Linked DNA regions of Pan troglodytes: region 2 is linked to region 1. The links are chromatin contacts, called in public Hi-C maps. All regions are on one chromosome and are shown on one strand. The core of a region is the stretch at or near the end of the contact, and the rest is flanking DNA. Distances in the headings are between cores, read along the strand shown.

The links. A called contact is a pair of places that touch in the nucleus more often than the background predicts.
Region 2: a Hi-C map of stem cell-derived neural progenitor cells shows a contact between it and region 1, with 7 times the contacts expected there. The contact joins two enhancer-like sites. A contact is called at or near these places in 4 of 7 Hi-C or Micro-C datasets (blood, induced pluripotent stem cells and stem cell-derived neural progenitor cells), 1 of 1 datasets of contacts at active chromatin or transcription factors (stem cell-derived excitatory neurons) and 1 of 1 other capture datasets (stem cell-derived neural stem cells).

The regions. Positions count from the first base shown.
Region 1 is chr6:31,202,517-31,208,095 of NHGRI_mPanTro3-v2.0_pri, forward strand. All of the region lies in intron 3 of LOC134810525 (a long non-coding RNA gene), which reads right to left. Among named protein-coding and RNA genes, the nearest start is that of NPVF, 160 kb to the left of the region's middle. Within about 2 kb of position 3,500, at least 2 of the 24 cell types and tissues checked have an H3K27ac peak or open chromatin away from gene starts, as enhancers often do. A contact at or near this core is called in stem cell-derived neural progenitor cells and stem cell-derived neural stem cells, where this site is marked.
Region 2 is chr6:31,656,708-31,662,468 of NHGRI_mPanTro3-v2.0_pri, forward strand. No RefSeq gene overlaps it. Among named protein-coding and RNA genes, the nearest start is that of MIR148A, 95 kb to the right of the region's middle. Within about 2 kb of position 2,729, at least 14 of the 24 cell types and tissues checked have an H3K27ac peak or open chromatin away from gene starts, as enhancers often do. A contact at or near this core is called in stem cell-derived neural progenitor cells and stem cell-derived neural stem cells, where this site is marked.

The sequences.
Region 1 (5,579 bases), core at 2,250-4,749:
ATTCTGAACTGCTCTTTCTTTCCTCGGAGTTTCTCTGGAACAGTCACTTCCCTCCCATTAGACACTTCTTCACTGCTGATGAGGATGCAGGCCCAGGTCCCCTGCGGCCTCCAAGGATCATCATTTTAGACCCTTTTTAAATGTCAGTAAAAGTTTTATGCCATTATCTCATCCCTCTTCTATATTCTCCATCCTTCCCACTTCTCTAGCCTGAGGGTGTTTAGCTGGGTCTCTCTCCGTACAGAATTTTAGTAAGGAAAGCTCCATAAGCAGAACGTTGATCAAATTACTGCACTGTGGCTCTTAATGGACAATATAGAATAATAATATTAAAAGTGAAGAGTTACCACAAAATATGTTATTCCGACTACAATGATATGATCTTCAATTTAGAAGTCAGGCCTGGGGTTAGTAAGAATTCAGTATGTCCTTGAGTGACCTCTGCTGGTTGATCTAGGATGAAGTCTCAATTAAACCTTTGGATTAAAAAAAAAAAGAATGGTAGGGAATCCTGAGATGACCGACAAAATCGCGCTGCGCTGGTAGGAACTCTCAAATACTCATGTTCTCTTCTGGCACTCTTGTTTGCCCCTTATTGTGTGTACTAAGGCACCATGTAAATCATGTACTCCTCATGGGGAGGGGGCAGGTATTTGTATGATCATTTTACAGAGGAGGAAAGTGAGAAGTTAAAACCACTGATCTGGGGTCACACAGCTAGTATGTAGTAGAGCAGGATTCTAATTTGGAGTCATCTCATACACAGCCCAGTCTGGGGCTTCCCCACCTGCCTCCAGGTGCCTCCTCTGTCATCCCAGAGATGCTGGGATGGTAAATAAATACGCATGAATAAGTCCTTACATGAGGGCTACTTGGGGGAAAAAGATTCTATGTAAGGATGTTACTACCATCTTACTGTATCTGTAATAAAACAATAAACTTGCTGTGATCTTCCTTTCAGTGTGGCCCAGGGGCTAAGCCCTTATGTTTGCTAATTTGGGGAATGGTTGTTCTCTACTAATTTAGGTCAGGGATTTAGCTTTCATTTCCCTGATTAATTTAAGTTGACTGTTTGGCAGGTCATCTTGGTTATAAAGTTGTGGATATTGACACGTATCTTACTTGTGGAGATTAATAACAAGTATCTATCTAGTCACTGCTCTGGGTACAACCATGTTTAGCATCTTGTACCTGCCCTTCAGGAGTTTGCAGCCAAGGAATAATCACCCCAACTAACACTTGTCAGATGTCAATGGGTGCTAGGCAAGAAAGAAGGAGAAAAGGTAGAACTTAAGCCTCCAAGAAAGGTGGGGCTTAAATAAACAAAGAGAAGTGGAATGTGCAAAGGAGAGGATATGAGGAAAAATATACAGAGACAGGAGGCAAGTATCGTGCTTAGGGTGCTGGAAATAGACCCAGTTAGTGTGGACAGAAGGTTTAGGTGAAGGCATGAGCTTAGAGGGGAGATGAGGCCAGACTGTAGGGGGTGGAGAGCCAGGTGAGGAGGTTGCTTCACTAAGGGGTTGGGAAGTGACTTTAAAGAGAAGCGTGGAAGCTTTCTTTCCAGGACAGGAGCCAGACCTGAAAGCCTCCTGAGTCCTTGCCAACCCCATGAATATTAATTCAGATGTTTGAAAAAGAGATTAAATACCTATCAGTTTTAATAATCTCTCCCATTATTGATCACTGCTATGTGCCAGGCACCGTGCGAAGCACCTTACAGACACTATTTCATTTTACCCTCCAGTTACCCTGTAAAGTAGATACTATTATTATCCTCATTTTACAGATGAGAAATTTTAATGTCATTGGACACAAACACCCATGCACTAAGCACATATGTGTCTAAGTTGCAAGTTTAAAGTGTTAGAATTCAGCTTCCCTTCATGTTACATCCTTCTGTATAAATGGTGATTCATTCATTCTTCAGATACCTGGAAAAACATCATCTCCAATGTAGACCAATGTGGAATGAATCTTTCCTTTCCCTGATGAGACAATACTACAGGGAATGGGTTAAGTGTTACATTGAAATCCTTAGGACAGTTAGGTAAATGGAACAAGTTTTTTGTTTGCTTTTTTTTCTCCCAAAATAAATGTGCGGTTGAGAAAGAGTTCACCTCTGTAAGAAAAAGAAACTTATGTCTACCATTCTGAAATTTTCCAGATGGTGGCACTACTTCATCAGTGATTCCACACCGTTTTCTAGTATTTTTCTATGAGTTTCGAAGAAAGTTCAAGAAATCTTAAGAGGCATATATTTTCTAACCTACGATTTTTATCAGGATCCATGGTTTTTCAATACTAGATTTCATTAAACAACACAAATCAGAACAAATGAAGAAGTTATAAAAATTAAACTCCTGTTTTTCAACAATATTTACCTCATTGTTCACAACTGCTGTGAACAAATTATTACAAATTAAAAACCTATCACAGCTGGGGGTGAATTTTCTTTTATATTGAATAGAATTCCATGTAGAATGAGATTATAATGCTGGAACATAAGAAACAATACCAACATCCTATAAATGAAAGCGGGAAGGATGCTAACTAACCCTCTAAGCCTAAGCTTAAAATAAGTTCTGATTTCTAACAATTAGATGAAAACTTTTCTTGTCACTTCTTGACAAAGTGAAAGCTTTCTCTTTAGGTATACAGCCACAAACTTCAAGAGATTTTTCTCTTTGATATTAGTCTTATCTTTTCCCTAGAAAACACTTTGAAGTGGTTATTTGAGTATTTGTTGTATGAGTGAAAGGACCTGATTTTGGTCCCTGCACGTATTTCCTGGCTAAATGGTTAATATTTTATGTTTTTGTATCCCTCCCTCTGAGGACCATCTCTCTTTTGTTTTATTAGCAATGCTAAAGCCTGCATCCCGTGACCCTGGAGAAGGGGAATTACATTATTTATTCTCTTGGAAGTAGCATTAAAATATTATTTCCCTCCCCAAACGATGTTTTCTAAACATTCTCTCTGATTACACAAAATTTTCAGTCTGTCCAGCTAAACCATATATTTTATGAGACATTTTCAAACAAGTGTGCTCAGGAACTCAAGTGTTCAGGGAGAAAATACAGCCCTCTGTGTAGCATCTAGAAGTGAAGTTGCCTCCTAATAAGTATACAGAGTGTGTAACTACAGCCTTGGGAGGTCTGTTCGTATTCATGGGAGTTAACAGCATAAATTCCAAGGGAATTCAGAGAACAGACAGTTAAAATAACACCAGTAAAGTCGCACTCACCGCAGCATGCTCAACACAGCCTGTTTAATGCGGTGTGATTTTTATTGGGTAATGTGATGTACGTTAAGCCAGAAAACAAAAACAACTAAATAGGCAAAACTTGGACTAATCCCTTTCAAAATGTTTAATGAGAAACAAAGCTGAGAAAAGCAATCTTCTGAATCGGGTAACAAAGAGATTTTGGGTAGGGTTTTCCCAGCCAGGCCCTAGCGGTCAGATAACGGCTATCCGTATTCCTGTTCCCAGAACTCCTCACCAGTGGCTCTGGCTGACTCTCTCTTCCTGTTCATTGTGATGGCAGCTCATGCTAGCGGGCCACTTGCTGCCTTTGCCAGAATTCCCCAGGGTCGCCCTGGGACAGAAGCAGTGTGCATTTCTTGGTGAAGGTTATCTTTATTTACCCATGTTGTGGGTCGGTGGGAGAAAACCCAATGCATTAACATGTCACGGGGCCATCAGCCCCTGTGTCTCGCTACTCTTGGGTTCTGCAGTGGATCTTGTTCAAATCAGAAGACCTCCAACCTCAAATCAGGCAAATTTTAAGTTCCACAGCTGCCAGGCTTTCAGTGGAAATGAGGGTGGCCTTGGGGCGCTATTTTGAAATCGCTGCCTAGAGCAGGAACAGAGAAATGCCTGCCCCACTTGTTTCATCAATTAAGCTGAGAAGTCCAAAGTCAGTCCAGGAGGACTGTGTGCATACTCTCCCTCTCTCTCACCTTCTCTGACTCCCCTTCATTAAATGTGACTGGGTAGCCTCAAATATTCCCTTTATTTTTCCAGTGAGTATGTGAAACTTTTCCACTGCTAATATTCTACATCAAAACCATTTATTTCAATGTCCTTTCTGGAATAATCTCTCAAGAGGCCTACCTCTCAGGGAGAACAGAAACTTAGAACATTGAGACTTGAACAAAAAATACACATGACTAACTTTATTTATTTAATGAGATCTCATTTATTAATGAAAAAGCTTCTAATAGATATATATTTGTAGATACTTGGTTAGAAGTAAAATAGCACCTTATATTCTAGATTGTTTTCCTTTTAGAAAAGTACTTTCTAGTGGACAGAAAAATATTTACTTTTCTAATATCCAGTTGATGGATGTTAGCAGTAAGTAGGAAAAAGTAATCATTAATAACTCCACTGTGAATGGTTAAGTGCGGTAGATGCTTTTATCTTAACTGTATTGAATGGAATTTACAATTAGGTTAATATTTTGCTCTTTTAACAGGAATTATAATAACCTAGTATAATTGTTTAATATGACTATCTAAAAATGCAACAATGAAATAACTACTTGTTACTGAAGGTATCTCTGGTCCCAAAGCATAAAGTTAGCGAAATCTCAATCCCTCTCTCTCTGTTGCCCTCCCTTCAAGTTTACATCAGATGTCTTAACTGCTGTTACGTTTTTCTGTCCCAGCTTTCACTAAATAACCAAGGGTGGTCATCAAACAATAAATTCTCTTTGATATTCTTTCCAATTTCCTTCAAGATGCAGTGCAGCTTGCCCCTGAGAAATTTAAAATGTTTTTGTTTGTTGTGGCTTAAATTACCTCCTGACTTTTCTTTCCTTGGGTCGTTGTTGTTGATAATAGTAAGAAAAAAATGAGACTCCCCTAAGAATATGCCACTTTAAAATATATTTTCACCACCTTAATTCCCTTTTGAAATAATGTTTCTGTTAGCGATTAAATAAGGAGTTTAAGAGTTGGTGTCATGGTGTCTATAAATAAACTTGAGATCATGCATTTATAAAGAGTCATATTTTTATAATCTCATCTCCACTAAACAAAACAGTATTTTCTGGCACCTGTACACTCAATGTTTCATGTAGTTCTTATTATGGAATTTCCTTTCTCATTTGAGATTGAAGATAATTACTGAATATGATAGAAACTTTATAGCCATTAAAAATAGAACAGAAAAATGTTACCAGACGGCAAGTTGTTCACAATAAATATGAAACAGAACTCCAGTCCAAGCTTACATTCTCTTGATTCTAAAAGGACATAGGTTTCTTTCCTCTGATTCTTTAAAACATTTTTTTAGGAGCTTAGGAAAATATCATCAAATCATTGCCTAAAGGTTAATTTAGTAGAAAATCTGTCTATATGTAATTCCTGTTTATATTTTAAATGGCTGAATATTAAAATTTTCTTATGGCTTAACAATTAAATGTAATTGTCATTTTGTAATCGGCTTTGGCAGTGCTATATTTAACTTTGGGCTGATTTAAGTAGAGGGAATGGCGCTTGGAAATATAATGGCAAAAACAATGTAACACCTCAAAAATTTCCCTTCATCAAGAACTTACTGACTTTTTCTT
Region 2 (5,761 bases), core at 1,479-3,978, 450 kb after region 1:
CCCTACTACAGTGACTTGTGAGTGGAAAGAAGGTCTTGCCTATCTGTCATAGGGACCCCAAAATGAATTCCTAAAAAAGCAACGCTGCTCTAATAGCAACTGGATCGGAAAGCAGAGATGCAACCTCGGCCCTGTGGCTCCGGCCAGGCTCTGCTCCAGTGAGACCACACGCTGGGAAACTGAGTTTCCCCCTCGATTTCAGTTTAATCCCTAAAAAGTTCGCCCGGCCCTGCAAACAACACGCTCAGAAACGCAGCGGCCTCTTACTCTTACCTTTTTAAAGCGTGCTTAAGGTGAGCACTTCGCTTAAGGAAATATTTTTGCAAACACTTTCACTGGATGAATATTTTACTCGCAAACTTTCCTGGGCAAAATCTCCGGAGGAAGTTTCACATTAAAGCAACAACCAACAAAGCTTATTTTTGTAATATGTGGCTAACAGTGCCAGTATGTTCTCACTTCATTTAGTTATAAAATATAAAAGTGTTTGGTTTTCAATTTTTCTAAATTACTTGCAGGGTACAAGGTGGGGGTGGAGATGGTGAGAAGGGGATCCTTATGCCATCTGGCGGTGCCATGTGGAACTTCGCTGAAGAAGCTAAATTTACTGACCATCTGTGCCTAGAGCGGGTTTCTCCAGGGAAAGGCTCTGTAAATCTCGTCCTTTTGAAATCTAGGGGAAAACAGCCTCCTTCACTGAGGATTAATTTAAAGAAAGGGGGAAATAGGGAAATTCCGTGCGTTGGAAGTCCATTTAGATTTCTACATGAACCATCATGTATGTGCGCTACATAATTCTTATTTTTTTATTTTTAAAAAAGGGATAATTTATATTCCAGTGACAAGTTTGGGAAAGGCCAAGGCAAGCAATTGAGTTGAACATTATGTAGCGTTTATTTAGACCTTGCAGACGTCTGTGCAATATCCACCACTGAACACGTGAGGTCGTACTCAAGTCTCTCTGGCCCCTGGTAATGTGACTCCCTTCCTTTATTTGCATGAATCGCCTGGATTGGGTGTCAGGTTTTTAAAACGTCAAGGTTTACGACAAATTGTTGTCAACCAATCAGCATCCTACTTTGACGTGATTGGCTTCTACTGTAGATGTCAATCATCGAAAATTTGCATACTACTCCTCAGGCCGCCGGGAGCCTGTCAGTCGGCTGTGGCAGCTGGAAGAGAAGGAATCGGACGGAGAAGAATGAAAAGTCACTTTGCTTTCGCAAAGCGAAAGAAAAGTATTCTTTTCCTCATTATTTTTAAATAAATTTGATTGTATATTTACCTAATAAAATAAACATTCAATTAAACAAAAATAAGCAACTATCAAAGATTTGTTTACTAATTTTCGTAATGTTTGCTGTTTCAATAAGTAGCCAAAGGAATATTAAAACACAAAAATATGAATGCTGATAATTTTATGTCATAAATGACCATTTTAAAACTAAAAGTGAACATGGGGCTTCTAAATAAAATTACCGTGGTAGCGTAAAAACACTGCTTTCAATACTTGGGCATGCTGAAAGTGCTGCATCCTAAGATAAAAAATACACCAAGGGGGGGATTTCAAAGAACATTATTTTGCTTTTAATAATCCTGTATTTCTGTCACTTTGCCCTTTTTATTTATTTACCGTGAACTCACAGACAGAATATTACTTGGAGTTTCTGCAATACTTGTGTTTGTACATTTCTCATCTTACACGTATCCACACACCCCAAAATAAAAAAACAAAGAAGAGGATCTCAGGGACTGAGAAGTCATTACCGGTTTTAAAATTCAGAATTCGTAAAACCGAAGCTCTAATTTGTCAGTTACAAAATTCTTCTAGAACCACTGTAATTTAGAATATGTGCAGAACTATAAGATGTTTATTATTTCCTTAAAATATATGTGAGTACAAACCAAAAGTTAACAGCTTATAATAGGAAAGCACTCTCCAGCCTTCTGCCCACCTCCATCACGCCGCGGAAACTTGTCTGAAAGGAGAATTTGGATGCAACAGGGCAACGGAGCGACGTTTCTCCTCTGCACTAAGCCAGCCCTCGCCTCTGAAGAATTTTGTACCAGGCGTTCACTAGCACCGAGATGAACTGGAATTATTTCCACAGCATTAACCGAGTTAGGAAGTTTTTTTCAAACTTTGCATTTAACGGATTTTTTCCATCGGCATTTTATCTTTGCCACCATCGTTTTACTGGTTGCTGCATCTTTCTAGTTTTCTTTCCTTTTCTTTTTTTCTTGCTCTTATCCTACCTTTGTTTGCTTTCTCTCTCTCTCTTTTTTTTTCTCCCAGTTAAGGATTGTCACAGTGTGCCGGGTGTCTTTGTAAGTTCGTCCCTCGTCTTCATGATTACAAGAGGCTGATATATGTGTACCTGTGCCTACAGGGGAACTGAACAGGGCTAAGTGAGTGCTGAGAGGAGGTGGGGGAGAGATGTGTGCTGCAGATGAAGGTACGGCTGGGATGTGAAGCTAATTTAGTGTGTGCTTTACAAGGAATGCACAAATCAACACAGCGCTCAAATTAAATCTCTTCTTGAGGGGCTTAAGTATCTTCTTCAGGAAGAGTAAAGCATATCTTCTAGTTCTACTTCCTCCCCGGTTAGCCAGCTGCTGGAGAGCCCCCTCAGTAAATTCCTTCCAGATCGACTTCAGTGTGGGTGAGAGCGCAGTCTGTGACCACCAGCGCTTCTGACTCAGCGGAAAACGCCGGCAAAGAGGACTACACCTCACCGCGGCCGGCAAAAGCGGCCTCAGCTCCAGCACTCACAGCCACCACTTTCACCGTCGCCCCGCCACCACCACCTTCGCTGCCTCAACCCTGAGACACACAGACACACACACACACACACACACACACAAACACCTCTCCCTGCTGTCAATCATACATGCGCGCCATAGGGCGCATGCGCGCTGGTGGACTCCGGCCCCCACCGATCCTACGCCCTGTCTCTGCGACTGGGTCCAGACGGACCAATAAGAGAGCGGATTCGGGGGCGGGCCACAAGGAAGTAGCCAATGAGAGCGCGGTTGGAAGCCAGGGCTAGAGAGGAGTAAATCCATCTGTCGTCCGCGTTCTGCCGCCCCCGCGATGATTTATGCGTCCTTTTTATTATTTGTAACACTTTGGGAAGTTATTAAAAGGAAGATCTACCGCTTCCTCCTTTTGGGTGAAACTGGATGGCAATGTTTGTCACTGGCCCTTAATAGGGAAGAGTGTGGCGAGGTGGAGGGCCGTTGGACGCTGGGTTTGTTTGTGTGGGTCCTGTTTTTTATTACAAGACACATTATCCTTTTAATTACAAGCTGTAGACAGGGCCAACTTCGAAGGTCTTCGTGGCGGAGTGATCTTGGATCATTCAGGGAGCTGAAACCCGATGACTTCTGACTTTCGCGTCCGTACTCTTGGCGTTGGGAGGAGCCTCTCAGGAAGGTGTTGCAACCTTTGGTTGTACCAGAAGGAAATAAGCAAACTCCCATCACCCCCACCCCCATTCCCCGCCTTAACACGGAGTAAACTTTGGCCTTTTTCCGCTTGGATGCTCATTAAGAGTTAGTTGACTTTGTAGCGGATGCAATAAAATTTGGATGGTTTCAGGCCCCCAAACAATCCTGGTTTCTGTTTTCCTCTCTCCCCAGGCACACCCCCAAGGAAATTGCCTTTTCAGCAGGCGCCTGCGGGAAAGAACCGCAGGAGACAGATTCCCTTTAGAGACCTGCATGGGGAGGAGGGAGATATGGAAATAAAGAGGGCCAAGGTAAGAGTACGGAGAGGCCATAGAGGACTTGCATGTTTGGGTGTGAGTTTTCTGGCCAACTAGGGGGAAAATCCACAAACCTGCGGTATCTGGTGGATGCGCTGAAAAATTAGCTCTCACCTGCAGTTACTCAACCCTCGTGCGCTTCTGCTCTGCCGGGAACGGCCAGTCTCCGAGGGCGGAATAAGTATGGGTATTGAAAGGCAAGTAGGAAACAGCCAAAGAAAAGAACGGATACAAATTTTCTACTCCCGACCTCCAAACCAAAATCGCACTTTCAAACGTAAAACGCAATTCCAAGAAGACTGGGATGTACGGAGTATGCGATGCCTCTGTTCAATAGGTCACTGTCAGGAACTTCAGTCTCTGGTGTTCAGATATTTGTATTTGAAATTAAGAAAATCAACGCAGGAGGGGTTGCTGGAGGATAAAGTGGGGTGACGAGAGACCGAAGGAGGGGGAGGAGGAGAGGGGTAGAAGGAACCAAGAACCATCTGATGGCAGAACAGGGCTGAAGGAAAACAAAACCGTGAACTTCAAAGCTCAGGCCTAATCCCCCTCAGGTTAATTTCTGCTTCCTAAAAAGTTTGATCAGGGTCATAAATCACTCGGTCCACCCTTGCCGGTCCTGCCTAGTTCCCCAAGGTTCTCTCCCCGCAGCCCGCTGCAGGGGCGCAGGGTGAGTCTCCAGCCCAAGACCGTCTGAGGCCTCCCGGGGCAGGAGGGCTCCCGGGGCTGGGTGGGCGCACGGATTCGCGAGAATCCGCGTGCGGGGGACGCGGGGAGGCGAGGGTCTAGGGAAGGTGCTGGGAGTGTTGCGGGCCAGACTGTGGAGAGATCCCGTGCAGATGCAGTTTCCATTCCGTCCGACCTCAAAAAAAAAACCTTCAAGTGTGTCTGGCGTGCTGTTTGAAGAAGGTTACAGCGTGTTTAGAGATTTGCAAAGCTCTGCCGAGCAGTAAAGATTAGAAAGGCCTGCCTGAGATTTGTCAAATGACTTCCGGTAGCAGAGCCCCCAGTAAACAGGGCGGGCCCGGCAGCCTCAGATCTTGGCTGGGTCGGGGCCTGTAACTGCAGGCTGCACGGCGCGGAATTGGTACGGCCGCACCAGGCGCGCTGCGAGGAGGATGGGCCTGGCCGGGGACCCGTGGAGGATCCGCCTCCAGTCCCGAGGAGGTCCCCGTTTTGTGGCTGTAGTGATGTGGCGTAAAAGTCAAGTCGTGGACCTTTCTATTGGCCTTTCCGTGCAGGAAGCCCTAGATGTAGACCAAGCACTAATCTGGTGAATTTGTAGACCAACTTGACTGAAAGGCGCGGGGAAATGTCACCTAGATGAGTCTGACCCTCCCTAAATGAAAGCCATCTTGGAGGAGGCCAGGGAGTGAAATGGCTGGGGAAGGCCCGGCAGGTCTTCATCATAAGGGTCCACGTTTCTCAGCAGTAACGATAATATTTTAAAACAAAGCAAAACAACATTGTCAAAAATCTAGGAGACAGTGATCACTGCGGTCAGGGGCGCTTAGTGGGCCGCAGCTCATAGGAATGCTGGGGTTTCCCAGATGCTTCCCAGACGGGCATTGCTTTCCTCTAGGAATGACAGTTTCCGCCTTGGCTCGCCTCAGAGGTGCGCATCAGAGCCAGCTCAGGAAGCCACTACCTGTCACAAAACCGACCACACCATTCTGGTTTACACGGAGCATATAGCTTGGGGTTACCCAGCTAAAATAAATAACTGAAGGGAAATTGTTGGTCAAGAAAAACAAAAGGAAAAATATATAATAAAAGGGGTATCTATTGTTGGACGTCAGACGGGTCCCTCTACACACGGGAAGACGAGGCAAAGGAGATGTTGTTAATGCCCCTGGGTATTAGATACAAAGAAGCACAAAAAAAAGAAAAAGAGAAAGAAAAAGATAAAGGAAGGAAGGAAGGAAAGAAGGAAGGAAGGAAGGAAGGGAGGAAGGAAGGAAGGAAGGTAGGTCAAGCCTTCTAGAATTTGT